Regions from separate parts of the Mus musculus genome. Here region 2 is linked to region 1. The links are chromatin contacts, called in public Micro-C maps. All regions are on one chromosome and are shown on one strand. The core of a region is the stretch at or near the end of the contact, and the rest is flanking DNA. Distances in the headings are between cores, read along the strand shown.

Region 1 (3,054 bases), core at 478-2,977:
GAGGAGGGAGAAGAGAAGAAGAGGAAGGAGAGGAGGACATTGGTGCACCTTGCCAGCCTGGGGGACAGGAACAGCCAGTCAGCCGGTCAAGGTCAGACTCACAGTGGCTTGGAGTGCAGGGGGACAGCACCTCACATTGATGGCCTGTAGGGAGCAGATAGTTTAAATAGCCTTGAAACTCACTACTCCCAACTCCCCCATCCCTGGAGTCCCCACCCTGATGTTTAGAAAAGACAAAAAAAAGAGAAAGATTAAAGGAATGAAGAAAGGAAGAAGGAAGGAAATACAGATGGGGCTGGAAAGACGGTTCAGTAGTTAAGACCTGTGCATTCTGGGTAGAACAAGAATGGATTCACTAGACAGTGTGGGTGAAACACTATTTATCAACCAAACAGGGGCTCAAACACTCAGCAATTGCCCTTGCCTACGGACTTTGATCTCCTATGCTGTATAATAACAATCAATTGCTCTATTTGTCTGGCAAGCAAGCCTGATTCAGGACAGCCCTGGATTGTCCTTAGATGCAATTCCAGCCACTTGTGGTCCTTCCAGATCCTTCCAGGTCCATGGTAGCCAGCTACTATACCCTAACATCTCCCAGGAATCAGTATAGTGGCTGGCCATGAGTGGAAGGGGAATGGGGACCTGCCACCTTGCTCAGTGACCAGCCAAAAAGTACATTGCAAGAGGCCACCACCTGGCTGCCCAGGCCAGCCCAATCTTCCTGCTGGACCAGCCAGGCAAGGAAGCACCAGTCAGCTGACATTGCCTATGGCTCCCATTCTAGTGCCCATGACACCCTGGTTCCCTCCAAGGCAACCAGTCACAAGCAGGAAGCACCACCTGCCAGAAATGATCAGAGACAACCTCATTCATTACACACCTCACAGGAGAGGCTCTGGGAAGACAACACAAGGCTGCATTCCTTCTAACAGGTTGCTTCCAAAGCCAAACTCAGCAAACTGTTTGCTTGTATTACTGTCTCTTCAGTAATACAAGCAAGCCTGCTGGAGGTGTAGGGTTGCGGTTCTAGCCCCATCCCAGCGATGACAGGCCACCTCAGGAGTGATCAGACCTGTAGTGTGGCTCAGCTTCTTGGGCTCCAACCAGTCTGCGATCTTAACTCAGCCTCCTGAATTTCAGCAGCCCCCGCGGATCCTCCCAGCTCAGCATTTTATCACTCAGGGTTGGCCAGGCCGACCGAAGCAGCAGGTACCCTTAAGAACTACGGTGTGTACCACAGTCAGATAGGGGTGTGCCACATTCACTACCCTACTGTAGGCTCTCCAGAGTACTCCACGCCCCCAGCCTGTGTGCCCCAGGCTCTATCCGAAGCGCGCCCAGCTCCCGATAGGAACCCCAGGGTGGCCCCAAGGGAACCAACGTCATCGCCGCCGCCTTGCACACTAGCGGCCGGGCTGGGTTATAGAAGTGGCGAGGCATGAACCTGCAGAGGGAACATGGCCACCCGGTTGCCCACGTAGCCACGGACTACATGGCTCTGAATAGAGAGCACCCGGCACTCGCCCTCCATGCCGGGCTAGCCTTGGTTGCTGAGGTCACAGTTGCTGTTACGGTCTGCGGATCAGCTCGCTTGTCCCTCCGCGCAGGCGTAGTTTTTGGACTTGGGTGAACTGAGTCTTGGAGTCCCGCTCCGCTAGGGGTGAGCTGGAGGCGGGGCCTCGCTCGTGCCTCGCCTCTCCGGGAAACCAGCTCTGTGGTACTGACCCCTACCCGCTCCTCTGAGCTAGTGCAGCACATCGGCGCCCAAGCCCTCTCTGCACACCCAGGTTAGCACCAAGCCATCTCATCTGGGATTCGCTCCTCAGTGTGGTTAATTCATTCCACGCTGTTCCAACCCGTTGGCCTATGGCGCTGATCACCCCATGGGTGGCACTCCTAAATGCTGCTGTCTAAAAGCTCCCACCCAGCTCCAGTGCTGTAAGACCCTCAGAGATCGGGTGGACTCCTCCAGCCTCATGGCCTCCGTGGAATCCCAGACCCGGTCAGCCGTGTGCTCGGCTGTCTGAACTCTGAACCCCGGGGGTACCTATTCCAGCGATTTCCGGGCTCATGTTCACCTTCTTAGAGCCACTCATGGGTACAACAGACTTGAAGCTGCTGCTCTGGCTTTCCTATTTTCATGCCTCCCCACACACGTGCAATCCTCTCAGTCTTAGAGAAAGTGCACCTCTCTGTCCCATCTCCAGACCTACACTTGGCACTCCTGTGGTCACGGACACATCAGGTTCACAGATCAGCGGCACAGGCCAGCGTGTAAAGTTTGCTTTGTCTTAATGAAATTACTGGGGATGAATGAGGCCAGAGTGAGTGGGGCTAAGAGAAGAAAGGAAGAAAGGAAGGAAGGAAGGAAGGAAGGAAGGAAGGAAGGAAGGAAGGAAGGAAGGAAAGAAGACAGAAAGAAAGAAAGAAAGAAAGAAAGAAAGAAAGAAAGAAAGAAAGAAAGAAAGAAAGAAAGAAAGAAAGAACGAACTGGGGACCAGATCTGCTCTGAAGAGAAAGGAGGAACCCCATTGCTTGGGGAACAGATCAGAAAGAGGAAGTGGTATTGAGGCTCCGTTGGTGGAGTGCATATCAAGGTCCTAGCTTTAACCCCAATCCCTAAAAAGGCAAACAATAAGGAGAAACACATTGTAAGGAATTGTCTTAGTCAGGATTTCTATTCCTGCATAAACATCATGACCAAAAAGCAAATTGGGGGCCGGGCGTGGTGGCACACGCTTTTAATCCTAGCACTTTGGAGGCAGAAGCAGGCAGATTTCTGAGTTCGAGGCCAGCCTGGTCTACAAAGTGAGTTCCAGGACAGCCAGGGCTACACAGAGAAACCCTGTCTCAATAAACCCAAGGGGGGAAAAAAAAGCAAATTGGGGAGGAAAGGGTTTATTCAGCTTACACGTGGCTGTGCATCACCAAAGGAAGTCAGGACTGGAACTCAAGCAAGTCAGGAAGCAGGAGCTGATGCAGAGGCCATGGAAGGATGTTACTTATTGGCTTGCTTCCCCTATCTTGCTCAGCTTGCTTTCTTATAGAACC
Region 2 (2,943 bases), core at 13-2,512, 270 kb before region 1:
AGAGTAAAGCTCACTGTGGTCATAGTAGAGAAAGACTCCTTTAAGATATATAAGCTGGGTTCTGAAGATCGAAATGAAGTAAACCACGAAGTCAGCAAAGGAAAATTCTATGAGAAGAAAAGAGTTCTCAATTTTGAGGTAAGAAAGAACTTAGACTGTCCTAAGAGCTGGAGAGTATTACATATTTTAATCTTTTTTACTCTATTTTAAGTGGAATTGCATTGTTTTGGTTTGTTTGTTTAAGGTGCATAAAACCTCAGGTGTCTGTCTTTAGCTAGCTCTTCCACCATTTTTGAGACAGGATCTCTCACTCCCCAGGAGGTGGCCAGGTCAACTAGTGGCCAGCCAGCCCCAGAAATCCTCATTTTAGCATACCCAGTGCTGAGATTACAATCTCACCACCGGGTCAGCCTGGCATGTTTTCATGTAGGTTCTGGAAATCAAATTCAGATGTTGTATTGTAAGGCAAGCACTTTACCAGCTGAGCCATCTTCCCAGCTTCAGAAATTGTAGTCTTTTTTTCATTTATATATTTTTATTATTTAATTCTGTGTATGGGGGGGGGGGTGATCTGTCCACATGAATGCAGTGCCCACAGAGGTCCGAGGTGTCAGATTCCCCTAGGTGTCAGTCAGTTGTAAACCATCTGATGTGGGTGATAGGAATTGAACTCAAGTTCTCAGAAGAGCTATATGTGCTCTTAACCTTACTGAGCCATCTCTCCTGCCCAGGAATTGTATTAATTCAGGTTGCTGTTGTTTGTTGGGGTTTTTTCTGGTTTTGTTGTTGTTTGTTTTTTGGGTTTTGTTTTGTTTTGTTGATTGTTCATTTCAGGAGTATAAAAACATAATTGGGAGCCAACAAGATGGCTCAGTATGATTCCGGGACCCCTCATGATGAACGAATTACTGCACAATGCCTCTCACCAGTACATACACCCTGTGGTGGTGTACACACACAAATATATGTATATGGTATTCATGTATACTTCAAAACTACTAATATTAGTACTAGTTTGTGAATTCCTTAGGATTTTCCAAATGCAAGGCTGTGTTATCTACTAGTAGATATAGGTTGGTTGACACATTTCCAAAATCAAGAGAAACAATGAGAGAGGAACTCCATAAAAGCGGCTCCCTCAAGGAATACAGTCTGAATTTCCAGGCCTAGTTCTCCATTTTGCCTTTCCCATCCCCCGCCCCTGGAACGCAATCTCCATGGTTGTCCTGGTTGCCACGGTGAGGGGAGCTCTGGGAGCACGCATTCTAGCCACCAGTAAAGAGTGGTGTGTGGTTAGGGCTGGGTGGACCCCTGTCCATTCTCCGAGGAGATCGCGGGCACTAAATAAGGAACCATGCCTGTGTTGCTCCCTTCCACCGACCCGGGCCAGGACTCGCGCGTTGGGGCTCCAGAATGGCGCCAGGCGGCCAAGGCCACGTCTCGCAAGGCACACCTTCTGACCGATCGCTGTGGGCAGGAGGCGGTGACCATGTGGCAGCCCAAGGACAGTGTACTGGACCCGAACGTGGCACACCACCTGGGCCGCGCCGCCTACATGGAACCCTGGCGCTTTCGGGTAGAGATGCTCAAAGGGGGCGGCACCCTGGAAAAGCCACCGCCCGGAGAAGGCGTCACCCTATGGAAAGGGAAGATGAAGCCCCCGGCCTGGTACGCGCGCCTACCGCTGCCTATGCACCGCGACGCGCGTGCCCAGCAAACCGCCGAGGTGGTGCACGCGCACGCACGCGGGGCGCGCCTCACCGCCGCCCGCCTGGGCCGCGCACAGCACCAGATCAATGGGCAGCTGCGGCTGCTGCTGCGCCAGCGCGAGGCCACTGACCGCAGGCTCAGCGAGGTGCGCAAGGGCCTGCTCATCAATCAGCAGAGCGTCAAGTTGCGGGGCTACCGACCTAAGTGTGAGAAGGTGCGACCCTCCCCGCCACCACACCAGAGACAGAGGTTGATGCTTCCTTCTTCAGACAGACAACACACCCTATTCTCCATCTCCAGCGAGGACACCCGCAAAATAGGGTGGCTACACCTCCAAGTTCCAAAGCCTGAGTTTCCCAAAAATTGTTACTGAAATTGAGGTCACAATCTGTGCCTCCAAGAAACCAGGTTCGGCCACCCGTCCTCTATACACCAAGTAGAACAGAAAAATTAATAGTAAAAAGCAGATAGGGTATTTAACCAATGAGAGCACTTCTCGAAGAAGGGCAAAAATATCCCTCCAGTAACCCTCTGCTGTCCATTTTCGTTGTTCTGAGAGATTAAAGTTTAAAGAGGGAGCCACACTACCCACATCTAAGCCGTTCGAGTTAAGGCGTGGCCCTGCCCATCGCTGACCTTTTGTCTAGGCTCAGTCTCTTTCGACCAAGGGTCTGGTTAGCTGTCAGTACAATGTGAAATCCCTTCTGGGATGAGAGTTTCTCCTCCACCTGGTACCAGGCCTTTTCCTTTCCCCAGGAGGAGATATCTGGGGTGAATTCCAGTTTCTTGGGGGTCTGTTAATAGTTAGATTGAAGGACTTACGTGTCTCTTTAGAATATCTTCGTTCCTGTCAGGGAACTTCCAAAAGAACAGCCCAGGTGCCTTTCCCCAATAGAAAAACTGTTTCAAATCTAAGCTATGAGGGTAGACCCCTCTCCTCGCCCCACCTCCCGCCCACCTCCCCCATCCCCACCGCAGCCCCAAGTCACACTGTATAAAAATCTTCCCAAAGAGGGAAATTCGAATCTCCAAGTTCGAATATCACATCACATCTACTCCTGCTCCAAAAAGTTCACCAGACCCACAGATTCTGCTTTGGCCAAGAGGCCATAATGCCCCAAATTCTTTCTTTTTCTTTTTCTCTTTCTTTTTCTTTTTCTTTTTCCTTTTCTTTTTCTTTTTCTTCTTCTCTTTTTCTTTTTTTGTTTCTTTGTTTTTTGTTTTTTGTTTTTC

The links. Hi-C and Micro-C count contacts between places; a contact is called where the count stands out from the background.
Region 2: a Micro-C map of palatal mesenchyme shows a contact between it and region 1, with 1.8 times the contacts expected there. The contact joins the promoter of Ccdc105 here to the enhancer-like site in region 1. A contact is called at or near these places in 1 of 39 promoter capture datasets (hippocampal neurons), 2 of 484 Hi-C or Micro-C datasets (cortical neurons and palatal mesenchyme) and 3 of 115 datasets of contacts at active chromatin or transcription factors (all in embryonic stem cells).

The regions. Positions count from the first base shown.
Region 1 is chr10:78,480,649-78,483,702 of GRCm38.p6, reverse strand. No RefSeq gene overlaps it. Among named protein-coding and RNA genes, the nearest start is that of Gm30232, 4.5 kb to the left of the region's middle. Within about 2 kb of position 1,727, at least 260 of the 459 cell types and tissues checked have an H3K27ac peak or open chromatin away from gene starts, as enhancers often do. A contact at or near this core is called in cortical neurons, hippocampal neurons and palatal mesenchyme, where this site is marked.
Region 2 is chr10:78,751,386-78,754,328 of GRCm38.p6, reverse strand. Ccdc105 (coiled-coil domain containing 105) reads left to right here and starts at 1,262. Exons shown (of 7, transcript NM_027630.1): 1 at 1,262-1,924. The coding sequence starts at 1,355. The region is part of intron 1 of Gm30400 (predicted gene, 30400); the gene reads right to left.